Linked DNA regions of Hordeum vulgare: region 1 is linked to region 2. Evidence: chromatin contacts called from public Hi-C data. All regions are on one chromosome and are shown on one strand. The core of a region is the stretch at or near the end of the contact, and the rest is flanking DNA. Distances in the headings are between cores, read along the strand shown.

The links. A called contact is a pair of places that touch in the nucleus more often than the background predicts.
Region 1: a Hi-C map of leaf shows a contact between it and region 2, with 5 times the contacts expected there. The contact joins the promoter of LOC123408126 here to the promoter of LOC123407536 in region 2. A contact is called at or near these places in 2 of 6 Hi-C or Micro-C datasets (both in leaf) and 1 of 1 datasets of contacts at active chromatin or transcription factors (embryo).

The regions. Positions count from the first base shown.
Region 1 is chr7H:31,604,103-31,611,176 of MorexV3_pseudomolecules_assembly, forward strand. It overlaps LOC123408126 (methylcrotonoyl-CoA carboxylase beta chain, mitochondrial), which reads left to right and starts at 2,945. Exons shown (of 10, transcript XM_045101314.1): 1 at 2,945-3,338; 2 at 3,419-3,538; 3 at 4,365-4,799; 4 at 4,873-4,963; 5 at 5,481-5,713; 6 at 5,802-5,966; 7 at 6,630-6,704; 8 at 7,033-7,074. The coding sequence starts at 3,162.
Region 2 is chr7H:31,505,911-31,512,574 of MorexV3_pseudomolecules_assembly, forward strand. It overlaps LOC123407536, which reads left to right and starts at 2,209. Exons shown (of 2, transcript XM_045100702.1): 1 at 2,209-2,612; 2 at 3,625-3,930. The coding sequence starts at 2,297. The coding sequence ends at 3,668. It overlaps TRNAA-AGC (a tRNA gene), which reads right to left and starts at 4,454; the gene lies at 4,382-4,454.

The DNA of each region.
Region 1 (7,074 bases), core at 1,695-4,194, 99 kb after region 2:
AGAGAGATGCGGTAGCGGCGGCGGTGGACTTCCCATCGCTTCAGTGCATCCCTCTAGATCGGATTAGGGTTAGAGAGTGGGGAACCAGTGGCGGCGGCGAACCTCGTAACCCGTGCCATGGTCCCCACCTCCTTTACATATAGCACCGCGCGACAGGGGCCCACCAGCCTTGCTTGGGCTGGACGCCCCCGATCAGGGCGTGAATCAAGGTCCAATGGGCCGTTGGGCCCATTGGGAAAGAGATCAACCTAACAAATCCTGCCTACATCAAGTGCTAGTAGGTGTTAATCCTGAAGGTAGCAAGTATTAAGGCTCAAGCGAACTGATTCTAACAACCTTAGGTTGGATTGGTATGTTTTTTATTTTCAGAGGGAATAATAATTGTGCATGCAGTTTTGTAGTGTTGTATAATTGATGTTCACGGATGCTTCATGTGGTTTTTGCTGTTAGATGCACTGCTCATCTTTTTAGGATTTACACTATGCGAGATTGCTGCATTGGGTTCCCCTCATTGGATTTACACTGTAATCCTTAGTGGATTTACATTGTATTTAGTAGATTCTACACTATAAATTCTTAGTAGTTTTACTGTAAATTTTTTTGGATATTGAAGGGTAATTCTTAGTGGATTTTTAGTTGTAATTCTTAGGAGATTTTTCACTGTAATTCTCAGTGGGGTTCCACTGCAACTTTCCTCTTTTTAGTTGAAATTCCAGTATGATTTACAGTGCAAATCTAGTTCCACTGATATCCTAAGTGTGTTTTATACTGTAGCTGATGAAATGTAGTTCTCAGTTGGTTTCCACTATAATTTTGTGATATTGTAATGCATTTCAGCAGTTATAGCATGACCATCCATTATACTACTTGATCCACTAGCACTGCCATGCTTCTACTAATAATCACAACCACCACCTTGAGAACTAAAGTGTTTATTACACTGTAATTTCAGTGTAGTTTTTATCATAATGTCATCAGTGTGCAACTTACAGTGGTTTCCTCCCAATTTTCTAGTGTTTTTAGTGTAACTTTATAGTGATTTTTTGGGAGCGTAATTCTTAGTGCATTTCTGCAATGTGTCTTAGTGGTTTTTTACGGTGTAATTCTTCGTGTATTCACACTGTAATTCTGAATGTTGAGATGCTTCTCTTATGGTTCCGACGAAGTAGTTATCTGAATTGGTGCAGGAGTGCATGCTGAATAACAAAACCCAAACACAAGGAATCCAACCATTGTCTGTAATGCTTTTGAGGGTGCTTGGAACACTTATCTGTTGTGGAGATTGAGCTTTGTAAGTCAAAGTTCTCTCTTTCTATCTTTTGTTTGTATTCATGCTTTTTCTATTATATTTTTACAGTGTAATTCTTAGTGGATCCACATCGTAATTTTGATAGTGATTTTACTGTGTAATTCTAGTTGGGTTTACAGTGTAATTCTTAGTGGATTCACACTGTAATTTTTATAGTGGTTTTACTATGTAATTCTAGTTGGGTTTACACCGTAACTCTTCGTGGATTTACTGTGTAATTTTATTTGGATTTCCACTGTAATTCTCAGTGTATTAACATAGTATTTTTCTTACTGGTTTTACTGTGTAATTCTGGTTGGGTTTACACTGTAGGTCTTGGTGAAGTCACATAGTAGTTTTGTTAGTGGTTTTACTGTGTAATTTTATTTGGATTTACACTGTAATTCTCAGTGTATTAACATAGTATTTTTCTTACTGGTTTTACTGTGTAATTCTGGTTGGGTTTACACTGTAGGTCTTGGTGAAGTCACATAGTAGTTTTGTTAGTGGTTTTACTGTGTAATTTTATTTGGATTTACACTGTAATTCTCAGTGTATTAACATAGTATTTTTCTTACTGGTTTTACTGTGTAATTCTAGTTGTGTTTACACTGTAAGTCTTGGTGGATTCACACTGTAATTCTTTAGTTGTTTTCCCATGTAAAACCTAGACCGTTGTACTAATTGATAGCTCTTTAGTTATTTTTGTTTCTTCAGTAAATTGGTTTTGGTATGTTTTGCCAAATTTTTTAGTTCCAACACAGATTAATAATTTCAGCAGTTTTTGGCATGCGTATGTGACTCCTATGATGCATAGAAAAGGATTGATTTCGAAGAGCTTGATGTGCTATACCCGGCAGTTCCTAAGCAAGATAATGGGTATTATTTTTTTTTGCTTTTATTATTTTATTTATTTTTATATAGGCCAGATGAAAGCTTCTTTTCTTATTTGTGTTTTCTGTAACTTTTCAGCTATGATTGTGGTGTCTCCACATTAAAGTATATGGAGACATTCACACCAAGAACCCAGATTGCAAACTTTTTATCTAGTGCAGACATTTTAAATCTTATGATCAAATATGCATATGAGATGTTTTACAGCCCCTTGAACAGCTGCGACAAATCTCTTCTCACTAATTTCTTTCTTCATGTATGTTCTTATTTTCCTTCTCATATGCTATATTTCATCTCCTCATTTTTAGTTTTATTTTTTCTTTTACTAATCTGGGTTTCTTTGAATTTTTTTGTAGAGAGGCAATGCCAGCTAATGTTTAGCATGTGCGTAGTCCTAGCTGAACTGTTTTTTTACACTTAATATCTGTGCTCAAAGCAGCTGGCTTTAGGTGTTTTTTTTTTCTGTCTGGACATGCAGTACCTGTTGTCATTTTGATTTCCTACTTTAGGTGTTTTTCTATCCGGGTTGAAAAAGTTGTGGACCCGTTTAAAAACATGACACAGGAAACAGGAAAGGGGACAAGTGTCATGCTTTTATTGAATGCAAATTTTGGATGAATGAAAGCTAATTGCATTTCATCCGGATGTAAAACAGACACTCCCAATTAAAAACAAGTGCCTTCACCCTCACTGCCAATCATGGTTGCCAATCAAGACTTGAGCAGTCCTTATCCACGGCTGCCTGCCAACGCAGCATGCCATCAGAGATCAGACCAGACGAGCACGAGACCCCCCGTGGGGAAAAACGCTCTGGAGATCGCTCGAGCTTCCGTGCGGGAGTGTTCCTCCGTCAGGCGTCAGCGTACAGTACACAGAGAGAGAGAGAGAGAGGCATCACGCGCTCTGACGCAGACTGCTCGCTCCACTCCCCACCGGCCCATCCATCCATCCATCCATCCATCGCCGCCGTCCGCCGGAGATGCTCGGTCGGCTGGCCGCGCGGCGGCCCCGCCCAGGCAGCGCCCGCGCCGCAGCAGCCTACCGCTCCTCGGCCTCGGTCCTGCCCGACGCGCTCGACCGGAGCTCCGACGCCTACGCGCGCAACGCCGCCGCCGTCGGCGGCCTCCTCTCCGACCTGCGGTCCCGCGTCTCCCAGGTTCGTGCGCGCCGCCGGTCTCTCTCTCCCTTCCTTGACCCGACCCCTTCCTCTCCTTGACGAAACGGGAGGCGCTGCAGGTGCTGGGCGGCGGAGGCGCGGGGGCGGTGAAGCGGAACGAAGGGCGGGGCAAGCTGCTCCCCAGGGACCGCATCGACCGCCTGCTCGACCCCGGGGCCTCCTTCCTCGAGCTCTCTCAGGTCACCCATCGTTCTCGGTCACAGTGTCCCCTTCTCTGAAGTAAATTGTACTGTACTAGGGAGTAGTAGTATGTTTATCTGCTTATCCTAGTTATTATCGCTGGTTTCGCAACTGGACTAGGAGCTCATCAAACTTAGCAGCAGTCAATCACTATGTGTCAATCAACCAGTGCCGTATTATACGGCTCATAAATCTTTTTCTGCCAAGATAATAAAGTAGGGAACACATCCACACTTGAAGTTGAAATCGGAATAGTGCATTATTGCCCATGCCTCCTGATTTCCACCTCCTTAGGTTTGTGCTGAAACAACCGCGGAAGCTTTACTAGCTGCCATTTTGATTTCCGAATAAATGGGACTGGATTTTTCACCATGCACCTCGAAAGTGTTAAGTTTCTTAGTTGCCATTTTTATGTGAGGACAATGGGACCGAATTTTTCATCATGCGGCTTTAAAAAGTACATACCCGTTTCGCTAATTTTTAGATTTTTTTTTCTCAAACACGCAGCTCTAGTTTTTTGTATGCTTCCTGATTTTCTAAATACCTTCCTAATTTAGTTGAGTAGCATGGATTTGACGTATGCACTAGTATACCAGAAAAGACACTGGATGCAAGTCTCAGACTCTCAATAAGATATGTGATTCCGTGACACAATTCATGGGAACACCATTGTTTTCCAACCCATATCGGTATCCTGCAGCCAACTTTCCCTTACTATTCAGAAATGCCAATATCTGGTAGGATGGCTCAGTAGAAGCAAATGTTTTCATATTTGTCCATCTTGTTGTGGACTATGAGCTGCTGATGGTACTTTTCACAATAAAGCTTGCAGGATCTGATGTTTATGAGGAAGCATTACCATCAGCTGGAATAATTACTGGCATAGGACCTGTTCATGGACGACTATGTATGTTTGTGGCCAATGACCCAACTACAAAGGGGGGTACATACTATCCTATCACTGTCAAAAAGCATCTGCGGGCGCAGGAAATAGCTTCTGAATGTAAATTGCCGTGCATATATCTTGTTGACAGTGGAGGTGCTAATCTCCCAAAGCAGGCAGAAGTTTTTCCTGACCGTGATAATTTTGGTCGAATATTCTACAATCAGGCTAAGATGTCTGCAGATGGTATTCCTCAGATTGCAGTAGTTTTAGGTTCTTGTACTGCTGGCGGGGCTTATATTCCTGCAATGGCTGATGAAAGTATAATAGTCAAGGGAAATGGAACAATATTTCTAGCTGGTCCACCCCTTGTAAAGGTTAGTATTTTCTGCCCACAATCTTGACAAATATCTAAATTACATGTCCAAGTCTAAATGGCCAATTCTGCAGGCTGCTACAGGGGAGGAGATATCTGCTGAGGACCTTGGTGGAGCATCAGTGCATTGTAAAATATCAGGAGTCTCTGATCATTTTGCACAAGGTATATTTTAATATAAATTCCTTTATAATATGACCCGATTACTGCTCTTTTAGATATAACGAATGGAGGATCGTCTGCTTAATTTCTTAAAACATGCATTTCCGGCAAGCTTCTAGCGTAAAAGTTCTGCTTCTTTCTGTCATTATTTCGTTTTCCATGTTCTACATCCACGGTGGTACATGTCCAGCTTGGTGGTTCCGAAAAAGGAAGTATTAACAGGTACCTTATTAGATGTCGTCTCTGAGCATTTTATGGAGATTGGAGAGTACTGTTTGTTTCTGCCCTGATATATTTGATCATGCAAATGGTTTCCAGACCCTTGTTTGTTTCTGCCCTGATATATTTGATCATGCAAATAGTTTCCAAACCCTGATACTTTTCATTTTATTGTCACTCATTGGATGTTTCTATCTTAAACCATAGATGACCCTCTTATGTATCAATATTTTTTTCTATACATATTAGTTGGATGTTGTTGTGACATCTTAGACATCTTTTGCACTGTAAATTGCAATAGATGAACGGCATGGTCTTGCGCTGGGAAGGAACATTGTGAAGAACCTCCATTTGGCTGCTAAAGAAACAAATATACACAATTCTGCTTGTGATTACCAAGAACCATTGTATGATGTACAGGAACTTCGCTCAATTGCACCAGCTGATACGAAGCAATCTTTTGATATTCGCTCAATAATAGCTCGTATAGTCGACGGAAGTGAATTTGATGAATTCAAACAATTGTATGGAACAGTAAGGATTTCTCTTATGCTTGATTATCCTTTGGATTCTGTATTGTGCGTTGCGCAACTCAAATCTGTTTCATTTTGCATTTATGCAGACACTAGTGACTGGTTTTGCAAGGATATGCGGGCAGCCAGTTGGAATTATTGGAAACAATGGCATTTTATTTACCGAGTCAGCACTAAAGGGTACCCACTTCATTGAGTTGTGTGCTCAACGCAATATTCCTTTGATATTCCTTCAAAATATTTCTGGATTCATGGTATGGCATTTTCTTTACTTTTCAGTTCATTCTTTCATTTCAATTCATGTTCAAAATATTGTCCTTTCCCGCCTCCTGTTCATCTACAAAACTTTGTATTTCCATTCTTTCAATGGAAAGTGGTTTAGCCCAGTTAATAATAATAATAATAATAATAATTCATGTTCATAAATAAAGTGACCTAATTGAGATCGCGAACGTCCCTCACCTCACAAGTTGGCTTTTGGCGGTGAAAAGACCCTTTATGACCCAACAGTGGCGGCTACACACAGTTTGTGATGTCAACTAAGAATTCTAACAGTTGACATCACAAGGTCATAAGTCATACAATCATCAAGAGTTTGATTGGTTGACATCACAAGGTCATAAGTCTAGCATTGCCACTGCACAGAGACCGCCCATCTACAGTAAAGGGGCAGATTGGGGGCACAAATTAGTGAAGGGGCAGATTGTTGAAATAGTCCGACATTGGTTGTACAAGGGAAAGACCCCTAAGAACTCTAATCTCACAAGCTAGCTTCTGGGGATGAGAAAATCTTTTACAGTACAACAATATGAACTACATACATACTAATGTTGGTGGATACTAAAGTTTGAACATAACAGTTGGTTTTATTTTGGAGTACGAGCCTTCTAACCTTTTGCAGTGACAATGTTTAATAGGTTGGGTCGAAATCTGAAGCAAGTGGGATTGCGAAAGCTGGAGCAAAAATGGTTATGGCAGTTTCCTGTTCAAAGGTCAGACATTTCTATTGTTTCCCATTCTTGTTCTTAGTAAAGTAGCGGCCTAGTCTTGCTTTCTTCCACATTTACGCAGCATGCCACATGACATGGCATGAGTAGAGCAGAGTAGCACTTTTGTCTATTTGTCGTCTGTTCCTTTTTCTCTCCTTCGCCTTTTGGTTTTTTATATGTTCTCGTTGGGTTTCATATCTAGCCTACCCCAACTTGCTTGGGACAAAATGCTATTATGGAATCTATAGCTAGTCCTGTATTTTTATCTACATCTAAAATTCTATAAAATTGTATGAATAGCATGACCCTATATATCTATATTTCTGCACAGGTTCCTAAAATTACCATAATTGTTGGTGGGAGTTTTGGTGCT
Region 2 (6,664 bases), core at 959-3,458:
GGCATGGTGGGTAATTTAGACCAACTTTGAGGGCAATTTTATGACGGACGACAGAAACACTATTTACTTTATTAATAGGTAAAGATAAGTTTACTAATTTTGTTCCGTATGTAGTCTCCTAGTGAAATCTCTAAAAAAACTTATATTTACGAACGGAGGGAGTACGAAACAGTGAACTCGTCTGGGTTGCGCAGCGACACATATCGTGGCCCATTTTGATCAGTTTTTTTCTAGTATATATATCGTGTGCCGAGAAAAAACAGGTGCACCAAATTTGGCTTTTTACACATGTCACGTCAAATACAAACTTTCATGAATAGATAGGATATGATGAAATTACTAATTAAGAAGTACTTCCTTCGTCCGGAATTACTTGTCGCATAAACGAATGAAAATGGATGTATCTAGAACTAAAATACATCTAGATACATTCATTCCTATGACAAGTACTTCCGGATGGAGGAAGTATTTTTTAAAGATCATTTTTTTATAAGGGCATATACAATGCATAGCATCAGGTTGATGTTTCGTATGCCATGTAGGATCGGATGCAGAAAAAGTAGGTTCAAATAAGGAAGCGGGATTCCTATACAAAAGGCGGGTGCTTCAAGAGAAAATGTGTGGTCCGGTGTAAAAAGCTGAAAAAATTAGAATAAAAAGTATTGATGCATGTGTATTAGAGTCTTTATTTTTTCTTCTTTGATGAGGCACCCTGATGGTAACTTGCATTGGAGAGAAAAAGTTAGTATAGATGCCTCAAGCTATTTTTTATCATTGAGAATCTGTATCCGTATGCCATCATTATACATGCCCTAAGAGCAACTCTAGCAGACCCCGCATTCCGCCCTGACTCGAAAAATAACCGCCAAAATGCGGGTCGGGACGAAAAAACCTGCCCGATCAGACCCCGCATCCCGCCCCGACCCGAAAAATAACCGCCAAAATGCGGGTTGGGACGAAAAAACCTGTCCGATCAGACCCCGCATCCCAACCCTACCCGGGAAATAACCGTCAAAATGCGGGTCGGGGCGAAAAAACCTGTCCGATCAGACCCCGTATCCCGCCCCAGCCCGTAAATATTTTGCGGGGCGCGGCAAAATCTCGGCCCCAACCCGCGTATTCGCGGGTTTCCCCCTCGTCGTTGTGGCGCCCTGCATATAAGCGGCATCGATTGGTGGGAGGGACATTTCAGCCCGCGTAGGGTCTGAAAAAGCATATTCCACGAATATGCTTTTTTACGGGTCCGTTATGCAGGGTCTGCAATCCGCGGCCGTGCGCGCCGGCCCGCAAAGACGTTTTTCCGCGAACTGCAAACACGCTTTGCGGGCCGGACGGATGCGGGGTCTGCTAGGCTTGCTCTAAGTGACGCACGACATGTCTATCGCTTGTCGCAGTCTAGGAGTTTTTCCTTTTTTCTAGATCCGTTATTTTCAAAATGTTTTATCTCTTAAACCGTGCGTCCAAATCTCGAACCGTTTTCACTGATTGGGTTTCTCACGTCAAGATCTTTAAAATGAGATACCATATTAATAGGTTTTGACGAACTTTTAAAAAAAAAACAGGACAAAAACGCCATGGCACTTTTTTTCCTTTTTCCGAGTGGCACAACCGTGCTTCTCATGGAAGCAAAACCTTACTTCTTGCGAAAAAATAATAATATAAAAAACACATTTTTTCCATTTCCGAGAGACACGACCGTATCTCTCGTGAAAGCAAATCCATGCCTCTTACGAAATAAAGAAAAACAAAAAACATTTTTTTTCCATTTTAGAGAGGCACGACTGTACCTCTCGTGAAAGCAAATACGTGACTCTCGCGAAAGCAAAATAATACCTCTCATAAAAAAGTGTGTTTTTGTCCATTTTCTAGAGTCACGACTATATATGCCTCTCGCAAAAGCAAAATCATGTCTCTCGAGGAAGGAAAAAAATACATTTTTTCGTTTTTAAGAGGCACGGCTCGTGAAAGAAAAATCATGTTTTTTAAGAAAAAAAATGTTTTTCGCGCAACTCTTTTTATTTTTTTCCATAAAAAACTAAGAAAGACCTATAGAAAACCTAAACACCAAAAAACCACCTAAAAATCCAAAAACACGTGAGGATAAATAAAAAAACCAAATTTAAAGAAAACGCTTAAAGAGTAACACGTGTCGGTGGCTAAGAATGACTGCTAGTCCACGGCCCAGGGCCGGGCCTAGGGTCGCTCCCACCGGTCCAACCAATCGCACCAGTCGTGCTGCGGCGGAGTCGGGCTACTGGGCGGCGCAGGCGAGAGCGAGCGAGCGAGGGATCGAGCGATGGCGGCGGCGGCGGCTCTGCGGGGGATCGGCGCGAAGCTGTCGGCGAACCCGGAGAAGGTGACGAGCGCGCTGCTGCTGGGCTCGTTCGTGGCGCTGGGGTTCCGGTCGTCGGAGCAGCAGGGCGAGATCGAGGAGCTGGAGGCCCGCAAGTCCTCCCTCCGCGCCGCCAACTCCGCCATGTCCTCCACCATGTGGGCCTGGAGGGAGGAGCTCTTCAAGCTCGCCGCCATGCCCTCCCCGCCCATCACCGCCGCCCGCCTCCGCCACATCTACGGCGAGGAGGACCTCGCCATCCCCGCGCCCAAGCCCTCGGGTATGCACCTCGCTGCTGCTTTCCCGCGATACTGCCGCGATGTTATACCGATTCTCTCTGCCGTAGCTGCAGATTTGCTATTTCAACTTCAGATTTGTCACAACATTTATGGGGCTGATCCTAATCTGAACCTGAAGTGAAGGCTTGAAGCCATGCTTTAGCTTGTATAGATCGTTAATCAGCCAATGCTTTGTTCATACTGATTCTGAAGCATGCTAGTTATGCGTTTATCCGTGTAGCGGTTAGTGTATTTACAAAGATTGTGGCATTGCACTCCACATTTGGAGGTGCTGTGTGGTAGGCATCAAAAAGGGTTTGACTATTGAAGGTGATGTGTTCATTTTAGGAGTTCAGGGCAGGCATCCGCCCTGAAAATATGTTCTCTTCCCCAATGATGGACTGTCACTGTTTCACTGTAACTGTCACATTTGGCTGGAATTTCATGTTGGTTTGACATCGTAGTCCATCGAGGTTTCATTCTCCATCATGAAACAGTAGTAGCTCGAAATGCTAGGAGAGATGCTTCGCTGTATGCAATGCATAGGTTATGTACTATGCAAAATGAACCTTTTGAACTTATAATTTTAGGCCGATTCGGGTTTCGTCATGTATCTCATTACATCATGTCCAAGTTCGCATGCCTTTGTTTAATCTGATAGGCAAAAGAAAAGGGTAGGATAAAGGCATTTGCATATTGATTCTCGGCATCAGCTGTGGATATTGCTGGACTCACTGTGTTGAAATTGAGCTGACCCCAAAGCATGCCATAATTTGCATATAGGGCCATGTGTGCTCTTCACTTCGAGGTACCGTAGTTACGAGCATTTGCCTTCTTGAAATGTCCGATTAAGACAACCTCAAGGCATCACAGCACATCGATGCGCATCGCTCGCAGCAAAAGAACCGGGAGAACAAGCAGTTCGCTGTGTAGTTTCCGTTGAGCAGTTCTATATATTGTAAAATTACCGATGCACCATGGCGTTGACATAACATTTGCCTTTTCAATCTGCAGGCCCGGATGCTGAGGAGGAACCTGTTCCCCTAAAAATATCATGAACTCTTCCCCAATGCTTGTTGTCAAATCGCAGAATCGGTCCAGAGTAGTTTTGCACCGAGTTGCAAACACAATTTCCGTCGACGTAACATAAAGAACCATGCCTCCTTGTGTCGCTGTTTTCTGCAGCTAATGAAATTTTGTGTAGAAGCTCAGTTGTTGTTGTCCTTGCACTTATATTTCCTACCTGGATGTCTTCACACACAAACAATTATGAGATGTATAGCTCTCATTTGAGCTCGGACAGGGCTTTGGTTGTGTTGATTGCTCTCGTCTCTTCTTCTGTTCTGTCGAGTTTCTTCCGGGCTCTCAGCACTGGAAACAAAAAACAAAAAACCAGCCAGAGCTCCTGAAGAAACGGAAAGCATTTGGTTGCTCTAACTCAGTTGGATGCTGATGATGTTTAGCTTTTCTCTTGTTCAAAGCAAGAAACAAACCATCAAAAAAGCCACCCAGGACAGTTGACATATTTTGACCATTGACCCCGCCTTATCCTTCTTAGCATGTGGATCTTTAATTTCAGTGTTTGTTCTGTGTGGTTGAGAACTAGACGTTGCTTTACTAGAGATGGTGATATTTGTTGTTACGGTGTTACTCCTACCATATATAAGATGATTTCGCTCCGGTCTGTAATTTTTTTCGCTCCAGGAACTGCATATCTTGATGGATAATTTGAATTTTACAGTATTGCAGATATGCAAAAAAAAAAGACATTTGGAGAAGTGGGGTATCGATCCCCATACCTCTCGCATGCTAAGCGAGCGCTCTACCATCTGAGCTACATCCCCTGACAAGCTCTTGTTAGTCTTCTCTGTAGACATTCTCACTAAGGAGGAACTCGAGTGCTTATTTTAGACGAGCTTGACGGGCGGGTTCATAACTTTCCATGCCCACCTGAGGAGGGCATTTACCGAGTGCTCCCAGGCCTTGACTAGGTCGGTGGAGGCTAAGGGGCTGTTTGGATTGTAGCCGCGGCCCGTCCAACCAAATTTTTGGTCGTTGATTGCTATTAGGGGCTCCGTTTGGACGAGTGCCAGAGAATCAAAACCACACCATTTTTATGCTCGTCCCATTCAGTTTCAAAGTCCGCATGGTTGACGAGGTCCCGACGGGGTTGGTTGGAGAGTGATCGAAAGATCCCATAAGCCCCCTCTAAATGCCCATATAACTAAGTAGTCCTGGATCTCTAAAACGGTTCGTCGCTCATTTCCTGGATGTTCATCATTTCGTTGTCGACACCAGGTCGGTTGTGGACCCCTTCAAAGTCACGATGAACTTGCGATGTAGTTCATCCCAAAACTAGATGTATGACCCGGGGAGATGAATCAACGACATCGGGCGGTTTTCTTTGTTAGGTACTTAGAATAATGGGTTTGACCCTGTCTATTTTCCTGAAATTCCTAAAGAAAATCTCAAAAGCCCATGTATAAATAGCAAGTGGAGGTTCTAAAGTTTAGTCACGTCCTGAAAGTGAAGAAGGTGTGACCTCTTTATATAGTGGGTTCCATCCACTACACTTACCGGCCATGACCAAAGACAATATATCCCACCCCGAACACTGGCGTGCACCAGCGAGTGAGAGAGCAGGACCCCGAAATCTCTCGCTTTTGTGATCTACACTGATCAAGGGCGAATTAGGCTTTTGGGAAGCACTTTGCATGACTGCTCAAGTTCGTCACCATAAGTTGTCTTCCACCCAAGTTGGTTATTTTGTTGCATGTTACAAGTGTGATGCTGCTGTACATGCTTTCCTGTTTATCTAGTATGTTAGTATGTTGCATGCTAGTATTAGATTTAATCATGGATTTATACTCTAAAATTGATCATGAATTTGCTTAATTTTTCAACACCCTTGAAGGTGGCTAATAGGTATTTGTTCATGATCCGATCATTTATGCCAGCCGCTTCGATGGTCGTGACATATGTGTAGGAATTCCTTGGATTTTGTGGCCCCATTGAAATGCTTAATGCAGCGGATTTAAATGCCCCTCCAGGGTAAGCTCAAAGTTCTTCCATAGGTGCCATACATGCCTAAATTCTTTGCCCTAGGGAGCGACTTCGTCGACCGGAGTTGAAGCTGCACGAGCTTCCTCCGGATCCAAGTGAGGATGCCCTTTGCCTTCTTTGATTGTTCAACTTGTCCCTTAGGTCATAAGAAATCTGGTCCACCGAATGCGTGTCCAGCTTGAGGAGTGACCTGCTCCTCCCGCCCATACGGATTTATCAGGGTGGATCTTGGACTCACAAAATTTCCTTGATTACCATTAGGGTGCGATGATTACTGGTACACACTCCCTTCAACTTTTCTTTCAACTACTGAATGAAGGGCCAAGCTTCTTGACCAATCTCTAAGGAGGTGGGGATCTGCTCTTTTAGTGCCTTGTCATGCTTCCCAATGCTCTTTCTCTACTTGGGCCTCCTCCAATGTTTCCAATTTCTCCGATGGGGACGATGACTTATTTCTAGATGTCACCGCCTAGCGGATGCAGATTGCCTCAATTGTCTACTGTTTCTTCCTTTCTTCTCGGTTATGAGCTTCTTTGCTACGAAGACCATCTTGGAGAAATGGTCATCTAAAACATGGACGCTCTCTTTAGGGCATTCAAAGTTAGGCATATTTGCCAAATCCAAGTTGGTGAGTTATCCAATAAGCCGCTACACATCAGGAGTGGGGTTGAAATGAGAGTATAACCCCATAAAGATGACGGACATGCAATGTTGAGTAAGTTGTAGTCATCTTCATGGACTTGTTTTGTCTGGGCCACATGGTGGGTATCAAATGTCGACGATTACTCCACCACCGAAAGCAGAAAGAGGGGTGAAGCACGGAGGGGGACTTGGTCGACGATGAAAGTGACACATATGTTTTACACATGTTCAACCCTTGATGGGTAGAAGACCTACATTGTGTGTGTCTAACTTTTCTAATCCCTGTAGGATTAAAGTGATGTAGAACCCTTGAGACAGATTAGATGTCTGTTTTCTCTAGATTAGATCC